Regions from separate parts of the Sus scrofa genome. Here all the other regions are linked to region 1. Evidence: chromatin contacts called from public HiChIP or PLAC-seq data. All regions are on one chromosome and are shown on one strand. Each heading gives the region's core, a stretch centred on a gene start, on an enhancer-like site or on the middle of the called end of the contact. The rest is flanking DNA. Distances are from core to core; before and after follow the strand shown.

Region 1 (4,051 bases), core at 408-2,907:
CCCCTGCTCGCAATCCTTCAATGGCTCCCCAGTACCCTTAGCATACTGTCCGCATATCCCCATGAAGGTTTACAAGGCTCTGAAAGAGCTGGCTGTGCTTGCTTTGCATCCCCCACCACACTGTTTAGCACAATTCCCCTGCCTGCTCCCAACTCCACTAGCTCTACTGAATTTCTTTCAGTTCCTCAAATATCTGCTTCTTTTCTTCCCCAGCTTTCAACTATGCCCTTTCTCGCTGCTCCTGACTCATCCTTTACCTTCTCCTGTTGAATGTTTGTACCCCTGCAGCCTCCTTCACCACCACGGCTGAGTTAGGCTTCTCCCCTTCGAGCTTCCACAAACCTACTGCTTAACCCATCACTCACACTGCTTTGTAATTACGTGATTGTTTGTCTGTCTCTCCTGCTGGATTGTAAACACCCAAGGGCAGCACTAAGGCGTCTGTCTTGCCCACGGTTGTCTTCCCAGTGTGTGGCCAGTGCCTGGCACAGGGCAGTGCCCCTCAAGGATTTGTTGAATCAATGGGCATCATGCCAACATGACAAAAGGAGTCCCAGTGGTCCTTCTCGGATTTACATTTGCCAAGTTTTAGTTCAGTGTCTCCTGAGACACGAAGAAGGGCTCTGAATTCAACAGACATGTGTTGCAGTGGGGCTGCCTGACATTGCTTCTCCTATTCCTGTCCCATCCTGCCTGTTCCAGGAAGCTGTCTCAGGAATCCCCATGTACCGTTTTCCCAGTCAGCTCAGGGCCAGCAGGGAAGTTCCTTGTTTGTACACATACTGTCACCTGTTTGTTTCAGATTTAGTAATTAATTCTATTTCCCATTAGCTTGAAAATTAATTTACTATTTTTTAATTTTATAATAATTTTTTCTCCATTATAGCTGGTTTACAGTATTTTGTCAATTATCTACTATACAGCAAGGTGACCCAGTCACACATACATGTGTACATTCTTTTTTATCACATTATCACGCTCCATCATAAGTGACTAGATATAGCTCCCAGTGCTATACAGCAGGATCTCATTGCTTATCCATGCCAAAGGCAATAGTTTGCATCTATGAACCCCAAATTCCCAATCCATCCCACTCCTTCCTCCTCCCCCTTGGCAACCACAAGTCTGTTTTCCATGTCCATGATTTAATTTACTGTTAATTATATTTATTTGCAAATGATTTCATATTTCTGCCTGATTTTTCTTCCCCATATTTTTTCCTCTTTTCTTTCTTTTTTTGGCCATACCCACCACATGTGGAAGCTCCCAGGCCAGGGATGGAACTGGAGCTACAGCAAAGGCCCAAGCCATAGCAGTTAACAATGCTGGATCCTTAACCCACTGAGCCACCACATTTTTCTAAAGAGTAGGAAGAATGTCTTTTGTCAGTCCTTTTAATACTTGATGTTGTTTTGGTTCACAATTTGTAGATATATAATGAATAAACATAGGATGATTTAACATCTAATTTTTTTTTAGAAACCGGATTTATTACAGCACCATTGTGGAAATGCATGCTAGATGTATCTGGTGATGTGGCAATTGGACTAAGTTTCTTAAAGGAAACTGTGGTTCCAGGATGGGCTTGGAAACTCTGGCCCAGAACGATGAGGCGCCACAGCCCTGGTCGGTTGGCAGGAAGCCCACAGCCTGGGAAAAAAAAGTTGTTCTAGGGTGCCCTCTAGTGATCCAAGGCACCACTAGGTCAGAAGCCAGGGCCAGAGGCTCTTGAACTTCAGCAGGAAGCAGAATCAATGGGGGAGCCTAATAAAACTACAGATGCCAGGATGCCAGGATGCCAGGCCAGCTGGGAGAAAAATCCTTTCAATCAGCATCTTCGGGGATCTGATGCACTGGCCACGGATCACACTTTGTGAAATACTGATTATGGGATGCCCATCAGAGAGAATGTTCCAGATATGTAATCTGAGAACACCCGATCTCATTCTTCAGGACCAATCACTGACTCCTTGCTGACTATTCAAGGGTGGACAGGAGTGAGAAAAAGGGAGACAAAGCGATGGCCTAGACCTCTGATGTGAAATACAATCCAGGACATATAAGAACAGCCAGCAATGTTTTTAGCTGGACCATTGAGCAGATGTTTTAGGGAAGATTGTGTCACCTTCTCTCTCTCTCTCTTTTTTTTTTTTGCCACAACCATGGCATGCAGAAGTTCTGGGGCCAGGGATCCATCTCCTGCCACAGCAGCACCCTAAGCCACAGCAGTGACAATGCTGGATCCTTAACCCGCTGTGCCACCAGGGAAATGCTGTGTCACTTTCTCTTGCTGCCTGTCTATTCTCCGATCTCATGGAGGGAAGCCCCTCTTCTCTTTTCGTGCTCTTCCTGGCAGTGGGTGCTTGGTTTCTATTGCGCCTACAGTCCATGGCCAACTCCGTGTCAGACTGTTCATGGGTATCATCTCTGGAAGTCCCTGGAACCATCACAGGTGAGGCATGCTTTATGCCATACAAGCGGAGGGAAGGTTTGCAGGACAACTGGTTCAAGCAGAGACAACAGCTAGAATCTGCTTTCCCACATTCTGTACTTACACTAAGTGAACTCACTAGAAAGATAAATAGAGCAACAACCATATCCTTTTCTCTATTGTAAAAGAGCTAATTCCTGTTCAGAAAGAGAATAATGTCCATCAGTGATAAAATAAAAATTGCATCTCTGAATCCCTGTCGGTATAGTTATCCATCAGTATCCCAGGGGAGTGGGGGTGGGGAGAATTGACTCTAGACACCAAAATCCACGGATGCTTAAGTCCCTTATATAAAACAGTGTGGTACAATCTGCCTCCATATCCATTGGTCCAGAATCCGTGGATACCAAGGGCTGACTGTACTTTTCTTCCTTCCTCCTGATAATTTCAGTTGAAGGCTGCTGCTTTAATTAGGGGCTTGTTAGCACATTAGAATGTTTGTTGAACCTTGCAAGGTGATAAATCACTCTGATTTGCAGTCTAGTAGTTAGGTCTAATTATTTTATGTGCTTTTTAATGTACTAATAGCATCTAATGAATTCGGTTAAATGGTAAAATCACATTTATTGAGTGTCTATGTGTCTGGACTCTGTGTTGGGCCTTGGAAATATAAAACAGGATAGGGAAGGGTGAGTGTGCACCCCGCAGGGCTTGGAGCCTAGAGGGGACATTATCTCTGATGCAAAGTGATGGGGACCTTACCAGAAATATGAATCCAGGGCTAGGATCTCACAGGACAATGATGTCTCTCCATGGAACTGGCTGAATAAACAAATGCTCTCACAGATACACACTAATATCCTAATAATTGATAAGCTTGAGAATTTCAATGGGGAATACTCATTTCAGTGGGAAATTCAGAGTATTCCAATGGGGAAAAACCACATCATTCATTTCCAAATTTTCTTGGGCAAAAGAGTTATCCAATCTCTCTTCTCACAAATAACAACGTTTTCTTTCATTCTATCCCCCCACCCCCACCCCACGATATCTTTAAAACAAAACATGAGGTGCTGGCCTGATGCCATCCGTTTTCAGTCCTGCTCATTTGCTTGTCCGGAAAACTTTAAGCACAGGCTCAGAGAGCCCTTAATGAGAGTGCTCATTAAAAAGCTGTCTGAAATGGGGAAACAAATTACAGGCACAGCACAGCCCACTCTTCCTCCTCATTTCCTTCTCCCCCCTCCCAGACGGCAACATTACAAACGACAAGGTGAAGTGAGTCATCAGGTCGAAAAAAGGCACTTGCCGGATGGGTCTGTCTTTACCTTGCCGCTTTGATGACATTTATCTTGCTTCACTGCAGCACTAAAATGTTGCCCAAACAGCAGGAGGGCCCTGTGCATGTAATGATGGCCTTGGTAAAGGCTTTGATTGTGTGTATTTGGGTGGAACTTGAGCTTGTAATTGGCGAATGCGCACATTGTCTGATTTCAGAGACTCTCCCTGGAAAGCCTGTTTATTCCTGGGGAAAGGGGAAGTTTCTTTCCTTCTAGGTGTATCTGTGACCACCTTTTTTTTTTTTTTTTTTTTTTTTGTCTTTTTGCCTTTTCTAGGGCC
Region 2 (4,051 bases), core at 962-3,461, 240 kb before region 1:
GAACCCCACACTCCCGACATCTACATGCCTTATTCCCATACTTTCATCGGATCTTAACAGTGAGGCGTTCGTGACCTTAACTAAAATTTACTTCCTTATATTTTCTAGCCTTGTTCCCTACTTTATTTTCTTTGTACTTGTCAACATCTAGCACAGCATACGTTTTACTTATTACTCTTGCTTATTGTCTGTCCTCCTCAACAGAATGTAAACTCTACCAAGGAAGAGATTTCTATTTTCTTTTCCCCCAATGCTATATCTCAAGTGCACTTGGCACATAGTTGTCTCTCTGCCACACGAATGTTTTTTAAACATAAAAATCAATAAAAGCCACACACTAATATACCACAGTAAGAGCATGTGCTGTAAATAGTCATCAGTAATCCATCTTTCCAGCTATATAAGAATTTCTAAAGGCAGATCTTACGTCTTTTTTGTCTTAAGGATGGGCATAAAATGTTACCTATAAGCAATTACTCAATTAAATATATGACAGCAGGAAATTCTGCCTAAACCTTTGGGACATAAAAATAGAACAACAGAATAATTATGTAATTCAAAATTAGATTGGCATGTAAAGAATAGCTCTAAAAGTAGTCTTTTCCCTGCTAATATTTATGAGCAATAGCTTCCAGTACTAACTTGGAATCCATCCCCAAAATGATCATGGACTACCATGATTCAAGACGGCTGCCAGGATTCGAGGGCAGAAGGTGGAAGGTAGAGGACTGCCTCTGGGCTACACTCCTTGGCCACCTCATCTGAGCCTGTCTTTGGGACCTGCACCTGCAATGCTGGAGACATTTAACAATTTACTATATATTTCTCTCTTCTATAAAATCATAATAATTATTCAGACTATAATTACACTTCCTCAAAATCAATTGACTTTTAGGGATCAAAGCGTGAGCAGTCAAAGGAACCTGAAGAAGTGACAAAGATAGTCACCAACATCACACTGCAAATAATGATAACAAAGGAGTTGAAAGAAAGTGATTCCAACCCAGTCCAATCCATTATAACTAATAGGCGAAATACAAACAGGCTCTTAAATGGTTACGGCCAGACAGGCTTGCAATATAATTTAAGCCCACACCTAAACTGGTTTCAACAGATGCTAAAGAAGTACAATAGGGAAAGGATAAAAGGAAAACTTGACGTTTCCAAGTGTGACTCCTGGCACAGAAGTGTTTGCTAACCTAACTTCCATAATAGCAACAAATGTCAGAGGATAAAATGAGAACTAAAGGACTCAAATTTTGACTAAGAATCTGAGTTCCACTTAGAAAATGAAATGAAAAGAAGAAAAAGGCAAAAACAGACAAAAAGCCAAAAACCTTGATTTTCAAAAATACAACAAAGTCACAGCATCATCCACATTAACTAACATAGAGACAGTCAATTCTTCCCTTTTATCTACCTACTAAATAGCAAACAATAATACCACAAAACACCAAAGAAAACTCGTACTTTTAAAATTCTTTCATTGTTTTATTTAATCTTAATTATGTTCCCTTAAAATTAACCCGATTGCTCTAATTATTTAAATACTGATTAGTAAGCCTGCAAAACACTAAACAGAGTCATTTGGTAGGAAATAGGGAAACAGCCACTTTGATACTGACATGAATTCTTTGTGTAACAATTCCAGTGGGTTTTTTGTTTTTTGGGTGTTTTTTGATGTCTCCCTTCTGTCACCCACTCTAACCACAGTCTTGAATATAACTTAACACGGGCCATATAAAATTAGCTGAGTTAAATTAGCCTGATCTGACATTACATTATACAAGACAACATTAATAGCTGTGTCAGCAGGGCTCAAACCATTTAATACTGTTTCCATCCAAAACAGACCACCTAACACTTTCAAAATTTCAAGCCAAACAGTAAATTCAGAAATAACACACCATCCAACTTGCCTAGGAGTTTAGGGTAACTTCACTTGGGCTCAGACAAATATTTTATCTCCGTAAAATAACTTTGCTGCCTCTTGGTTATAAGGAATAAAACTTTCTAATGACCTCTAACTTTCGGTTAACACACTATATTTTAAAGCATGTACATAACAGTAAATGCCGGGTGTTTTGTTTTATTGCAACACTCAATAACAAGTCTATAAGTTACCAAATAAAAATCAGGCATGTCGTTCCTTTTACACAGTAGCTTACCCAGTTTAGCGGCCCTCTGGTGGGTACTCAGGAAACTGACCCTCGGAGGGGACACTGACAGTTCTCCTCAGGCATCGCCCTTTGGTGGAATCTGTCGGCTGCTCCTGTCCTCCTTCCACAGGTATCTAGTTAAGCAAAGAAGAGATGAAATGTAATCGTGTTATAACTACCTTCTGATTGAATAATGTTTTTAGTTAATGAAGGCAGGCGTCTGTAATCACCAGAGCAAAACAGAAGAAACTAGAGGTAAAGTAAATACGATGGTCAAAGTATCACCAAACCCCTTCCGGAAGCTTTTCTTTAAAAAGAAAACTAAAAGATCAGGATGGGTGAGTATGTAAATTAGCTTAGGTGAGGTATGTACAAATCACAGCCAGCTGTGTTTCTGCTTAGCTCAGAAACAAAACACCCACACAAATAAAATTCTTTAACATCAGAAACTGGCTCACAAGTCCCAATCCTGCCTAATGCTCAATAAGGTGAATGGAAATAAACGTTGACCAGAAAGATTTCACTCCAGAATTCTCTTAAAAGACGGTTTTGTTAGATAAAAGTAGCAAAATCACCCATATTTTCTTTAATTTTAGAAGTAAGCACTTAACGGACAGTTAATAAAATACTATATATACTATCTATCGAAATTTTCAGTCAAAACTTGCATAGATACTTACATAAAATGGCATATTTTCTTCCAAAAGTGAGACTGGTTTTTGAAATCCTAAAAAAAATTTTTTTTCTATTTATGTGGAATAAGAACCATGAATGCTACAAAAGATCTCTTTCTAATGCCACTATTTCACAACTTACGTACTGCCTTTCATTGTATCATTGTAGAGTAATGAGATATTTCCATGTTCTTTTTTTTTTTTTTTTTTTTTTCTAAAAGACCCATCATCTTAGTTTGGAGATAGAGGGCAAAGACTTTTCATAAAGAGATTTCACTAGTAACCTTTAGCAGAATTAAGAATAGTATTGGTAACATCTTAAACAGTTGGACAAAATATGTCAGGAATTATGTTACTAAGGCTGTTGCTCCAGAATCATACCCCTGCCCCTCCCTCAACTGGAGACTAATTGCCCTTATCTGGGTTTCAGGCTCAATTACAAAAAGAGGAAGCTGCAAAGGGAAAAACCAGACTGGTTGAAACCAACTAGACCCAAGATGGTGGAAGACCTGACCTCCAGGAGACCTTGAGCCTCATTACACATTCATTGTAATATATTAGCATGCTAAATGACACACCCACCAGTACCCTGACAGTTGACAATTGCCGTGACAACAGCTGGAAAAGTCCACACAATGACTGAAAGGGGGTGTTGCCCCAGTTCTGAGTCTAAACCACACCCCTGCTCTCAGGTAAGTCATAAATTTCCTCCCTCTCATCACTCAATTTTCTCCCTTTCACCTCGATCCTTCTAAAATATATTATTCAGCCCAAATCTGGCTGAGAAGTTGATTTATGAAGTAAGTTTCCATACTACTCCATTCTTTGGCCAGTGAATAAACCTTGTCCTGTTGCAGTCTCAGCATTGGTTTCTTTACCGGCTGTGTGAATCTGGATGGAAAAAGAAGCTCCCTGGCAAGACCCCTAGGCCTGGACTAGGACCCTAGCACAGGTCCAGGTGACCAGTTCAGTAACAGTTAATCATAGCCTCTAATTTCTTAGGGCTCCAACACAGAATTTCAACAAATTTCAATGATAATGTCTAGCATTAAGTTCTTACTATATGAACGGCTAAAGAATTTACATTTTTAATATTATGAGGGAGCCATTATTATTAGCCCCCTTTTAAGCACCAAGAATAATTTATCCCTCTAGATGATTACAGTGGGCACCTCTCACATCGACTGATCCAGTAAAAGTGGGATAGATACGGTCTTT
Region 3 (4,051 bases), core at 620-3,119, 170 kb before region 1:
ACAAATCACATGTCAGTAAATTTAAGAAAACTGAAATCATATCAAGCATCTTTCCTGACCATAATACTATAAGACTATATAAATCAACCACAAGAAAAAAAAAACTGCAAAAAACACAGACACATGGAGATGAAACAATAACATGCTAAGAAACAACCAATGGATCACTGAAGTCAGAGGAAATCAAAAAATAACTACAGACAAATGAAAACAAAAACACAATGATCCAAAACCTATGCATACAGTGAATGCAGTTCTAAGAGGGAAGTTTATAGCAATACAAGCTTACCTCGGGAAACAAGAAGGATTTCAAATAAACAATCTAGTCTTATATCTAGAGTAACTAGAGAAAGAACAAACAAAACCAAAGTTAGGAGAAGGAAAGAAATCATAAAGATCAGAGCAGAAATAAATGAAACTGAGATGAAGAAAACAAAAAGATATTAATAAAACTAAAAGCTGGTTCTTTGAAAAGATTAACAAAATGTGTAAACCTTTAGCCAGATTCGTCAAAGGAAAAAGGGGGGGGATAAGGGCTGAAATCAATAAAATAAGAAATTAAAAAGGAGAAGTAACAATGGACATCAGAGAAATAGAAAGGATCATGAGACTAGAACAAACAAATATATGCCAATAAAATGAACAACCTAGAATAAACAAATTCTTAGAAAGGTACAAGCTTTCAAGACTGAACCAGAAAGAAATATAAAAATACAGACAGATTAGACACAAGTACTGAAAGTGAAACTGTGATTAGAAAAACTTCTAACAAACAAAAGTCCAGGACCAGATGGGTTTACAGGCCAATTCTATAATATTTAGAGAAGAGCTAACATCCATTCTTCTGAAACTATTTCAAAAAACTGCAGAGGAAGGAACACTCCCTAACTCACTCTATGAGGCCACCATCACCCTGATACAAAAAACAAAGATACCACAAAAAAAGAGAAAATTGTAATAACCTTACAAGATAGCTATCATTATCTCATACTTTACTGATGAGAAAATGGGGACTCTGAAAAACTATATGAAACTTTCTCAGCCATGTAACTAGACAACAGCATAGGTAAAAACCTGAGCCCATCTGTCCAATCCCAAAGATCTTTTCCTTTCCCTTACTCTGAGCTATAAGTAAAACACAAAACTGTAACAAAACAATACTTAAGTCCACATTTGGTAAGGTCATGGGGGAAAATTTTACTCATAAATTATTTCTGGCATTATTAACATGCTATATCTTTCTAGCGGAAAACCTCACAATATGTAATGAGCTATGAAGCAGTCCCATTCCAAGGTATAATCATTCCTGGTATACCCCAAAGAAATAAGCCAAACTAATGAGGACAGGGGGAGGGGAAGGTTCCCATAAGCAGAAAGTGAAATGGAAAGAAACTACAAACTAAATGTCCAATAAAGCCTACTTCACATTTCAATATAATATATTACCAGAGTGTCCAACATCCTTGCCATTTTTATTACTGGTCAATAAATGGAAATGCATATCAAATAGTCTTAAGTGAAAAAAAAAGGAAGACAATTTACACTGTTTATAACCCTTTTAAAAGTAAACATATGCCATGTGAAAAATAAAATATAAATTCAAATTGATCTAGCCTATTTTTTCTAAAGCCATTTAACTTCACAAATTATTTTAAGTTTGAGAAAATGTGATTGTCATATCATTTTAAAATTTATGCCAATACATCATATTAATGACCTCATAATTAATGAGTCCTCTGTTATGGACCAAAGTGTGTCCCCCTAACGTTCATATGTTGAAGCCCTCGACCTCATTTTGACTGTGGGCCTTAAAGGTTAAATGAGGTCATAAGGGTGGGGCCCTAATCCAGTACAGCTGGTGTCCTCATAAGAAAAGAGAAACCCAAGAGTCGCCTGTGCACTGAGGAAAGTGAGAATACAACAAGAAGACAGCCCCATCTACAAGCTGAGAAAGTCTCAGGAGAAAGCAATCTGACCACATCTTGATCTTAAGACTTCCAGCCTCCAAAATGCTAAGAAAATAAATTTGTTATTTAAGCTAGGTATTAAAATACCTAGACTGTGGTGTTTTGTTATGGAAGCCTTAGCAGACTAATACACCCAGAATATGTTTATTTAAAAATGAAAGAGTTGTATTGTTATTTTGGAGAATTTTAAATACAGTAGAATTATACATAAATAGCCTAAATTATTAAAGATCACTATATATATGTTTAAAAATGTTATTCATTAATTTCAATATGCTTAACTAGAGACAAATAAACATTATAAGTGACAAAACATGGGAACAACTGTAGGAGAGCTTAGATGCAACAGATGAGTGATAAAATGCTAGCCATGTGGGGTTACACATAGTGAAATGCAGTGACTCAAGAGAAAAGGCAGAAAGGGAATAAATTTCTCTGATTTGCAGAGATGCTTTTTTGGTAACTTGTGAAATAAAGCAAATAGAAGCCCCAATTATGGAGAAGATCTGAAGAAGTATATGTTTTTATAATAACCAGCCCTGGAGTTCTCCTACGGCACTGCAGGTTAAGGATCTGGTGTTGTAAATGCAGCAGCTTGGGATCACTGCTATGGCGCAGGTTTGATCCCTGAGCCAGGAACTTCCCCATGCTGGGGACTCAGCCAAAAAAAAAAAAACAAAACAAAACCTAGAGTGTACCACTATTAATTATATGTACATTTTATGAACTGAGTACTCTATTTTTTTCTAATTTAGCTACTGATTCCCTAGACTAAGTGAGGAAGCCTCTAGTTACTTAATAAAATAATGCACTATGTTGCCAGCACCAGAGTAGTGTCTACTGAGTTATTATATAAGGTCTTTTTCAGTAAGATTTTTATTAATAAGTTGATTAAACTTGAATGAAACTATTTAAAGAAAATTATCTAGAAGAAAAAAATAAAGCTTTCTAATTCCCAAGTTGGGAAAGTAACTAACACAGGGAAAGAGGATGTTGTTATTGCTATGACATTACAGATAAACAAAACATATTAACCCTAACCATAAAGGAGAACTACATATGCTATATTAAAATTCTTTTCCCACTTTTTAACCTTTCATTCCCATCTTTACCTACTGACAGAGGAAGAAAAATAATTTATGAATAAAATTTCTTCCCAGTAATTTTTCCTTTTAAGTGTTACAGACAGTGAATATATATAGTTTACATCCCGTGCATATCTATATTTTATAGTTTCTACTGTTTCACATAACTAGTGACAATTATGTAGACGATATGGTATTCTGTTGATTTGATATGAAGCAAATGTTTAATTAATCCTCTTTTATTGGCAGTTTCAAGTTATTTCTACTATTGCAAATATATTGACTCCATTCTTAGACATGGGCCCAAAGCAGCTGGAATTACTTTTAGTTATAAGAAGCATAAGTTTTGTTTTTTTTAATTTGTATTATTTGACCTACATATTGTAGCAGGTGAAGGAGTGTACATTGTTTAACTGGAGGGTTTAAGGTAGCATAATAGTGAAGCCTTTAGCTTTTACCTCTTCTATTGGTTAGAGATCCTGAGTATGGTATATTTCATTGCTTTAAGCATGAGATTAGCTGCATTCAGCTATGATACAAGAATTATTTATTACCTGTATATGCTCAGAACATGAGCATGCTCAGAATAAGTTTGGATTCACAGAATTTAAGACCAGAATATTACAATTTATTTACATTTGGTAATGTTAACAAATTCAACAATTGGGTACCCTCTTTCTGTTTCCTGTTTTTTTAAAAAACTATATCCATGTAAATTCACTTTCTTAATAGAAACAATACCAAATAAATACCGAACAACTGCTACGTGCCAGACACTATTTTAAATGTGTTAAATATATACCACATTATTTAATGCCTCTCACATCTTGCACTTCATCTTGCACAAGAAATATAACAAACACTAGTGAGTTTCAAATTTTTAAATATATTGACTTCCTTAAAGACATCTATATTATAATAATTCTACATCTTGCTTCAATACTATAATAGCAACTCTGATAAGAACATATTCTACTCACGTAGCATTTGGGAATAAAT

The links. HiChIP or PLAC-seq counts read pairs in DNA pulled down with a chosen protein or histone mark.
Region 2: an H3K27ac HiChIP or PLAC-seq map of alveolar macrophages shows a contact between it and region 1. The contact joins two enhancer-like sites. A contact is called at or near these places in 2 of 5 promoter capture datasets (fetal liver and liver), 21 of 47 Hi-C or Micro-C datasets (adipose tissue, alveolar macrophages, blood and 13 more) and 2 of 2 datasets of contacts at active chromatin or transcription factors (alveolar macrophages and skeletal muscle).
Region 3: an H3K27ac HiChIP or PLAC-seq map of alveolar macrophages shows a contact between it and region 1. The contact joins two enhancer-like sites. A contact is called at or near these places in 2 of 47 Hi-C or Micro-C datasets (embryonic fibroblasts and epiblast stem cells) and 1 of 2 datasets of contacts at active chromatin or transcription factors (alveolar macrophages).

The regions. Positions count from the first base shown.
Region 1 is chr9:119,903,672-119,907,722 of Sscrofa11.1, reverse strand. No RefSeq gene overlaps it. Among named protein-coding and RNA genes, the nearest start is that of RASAL2, 36 kb to the left of the region's middle. Within about 2 kb of position 1,657, at least 10 of the 83 cell types and tissues checked have an H3K27ac peak or open chromatin away from gene starts, as enhancers often do. A contact at or near this core is called in alveolar macrophages, where this site is marked.
Region 2 is chr9:120,142,306-120,146,356 of Sscrofa11.1, reverse strand. RASAL2 (ras GTPase-activating protein nGAP) reads right to left here. Exons shown (of 18, transcript XM_021063720.1): 3 at 2,169-2,293. Among named protein-coding and RNA genes, the nearest start is that of RASAL2, 200 kb to the right of the region's middle. Within about 2 kb of position 2,211, at least 5 of the 83 cell types and tissues checked have an H3K27ac peak or open chromatin away from gene starts, as enhancers often do. A contact at or near this core is called in alveolar macrophages, where this site is marked.
Region 3 is chr9:120,074,384-120,078,434 of Sscrofa11.1, reverse strand. All of the region lies in intron 1 of RASAL2 (ras GTPase-activating protein nGAP), which reads right to left. Among named protein-coding and RNA genes, the nearest start is that of RASAL2, 140 kb to the right of the region's middle. Within about 2 kb of position 1,869, at least 10 of the 83 cell types and tissues checked have an H3K27ac peak or open chromatin away from gene starts, as enhancers often do. A contact at or near this core is called in alveolar macrophages, where this site is marked.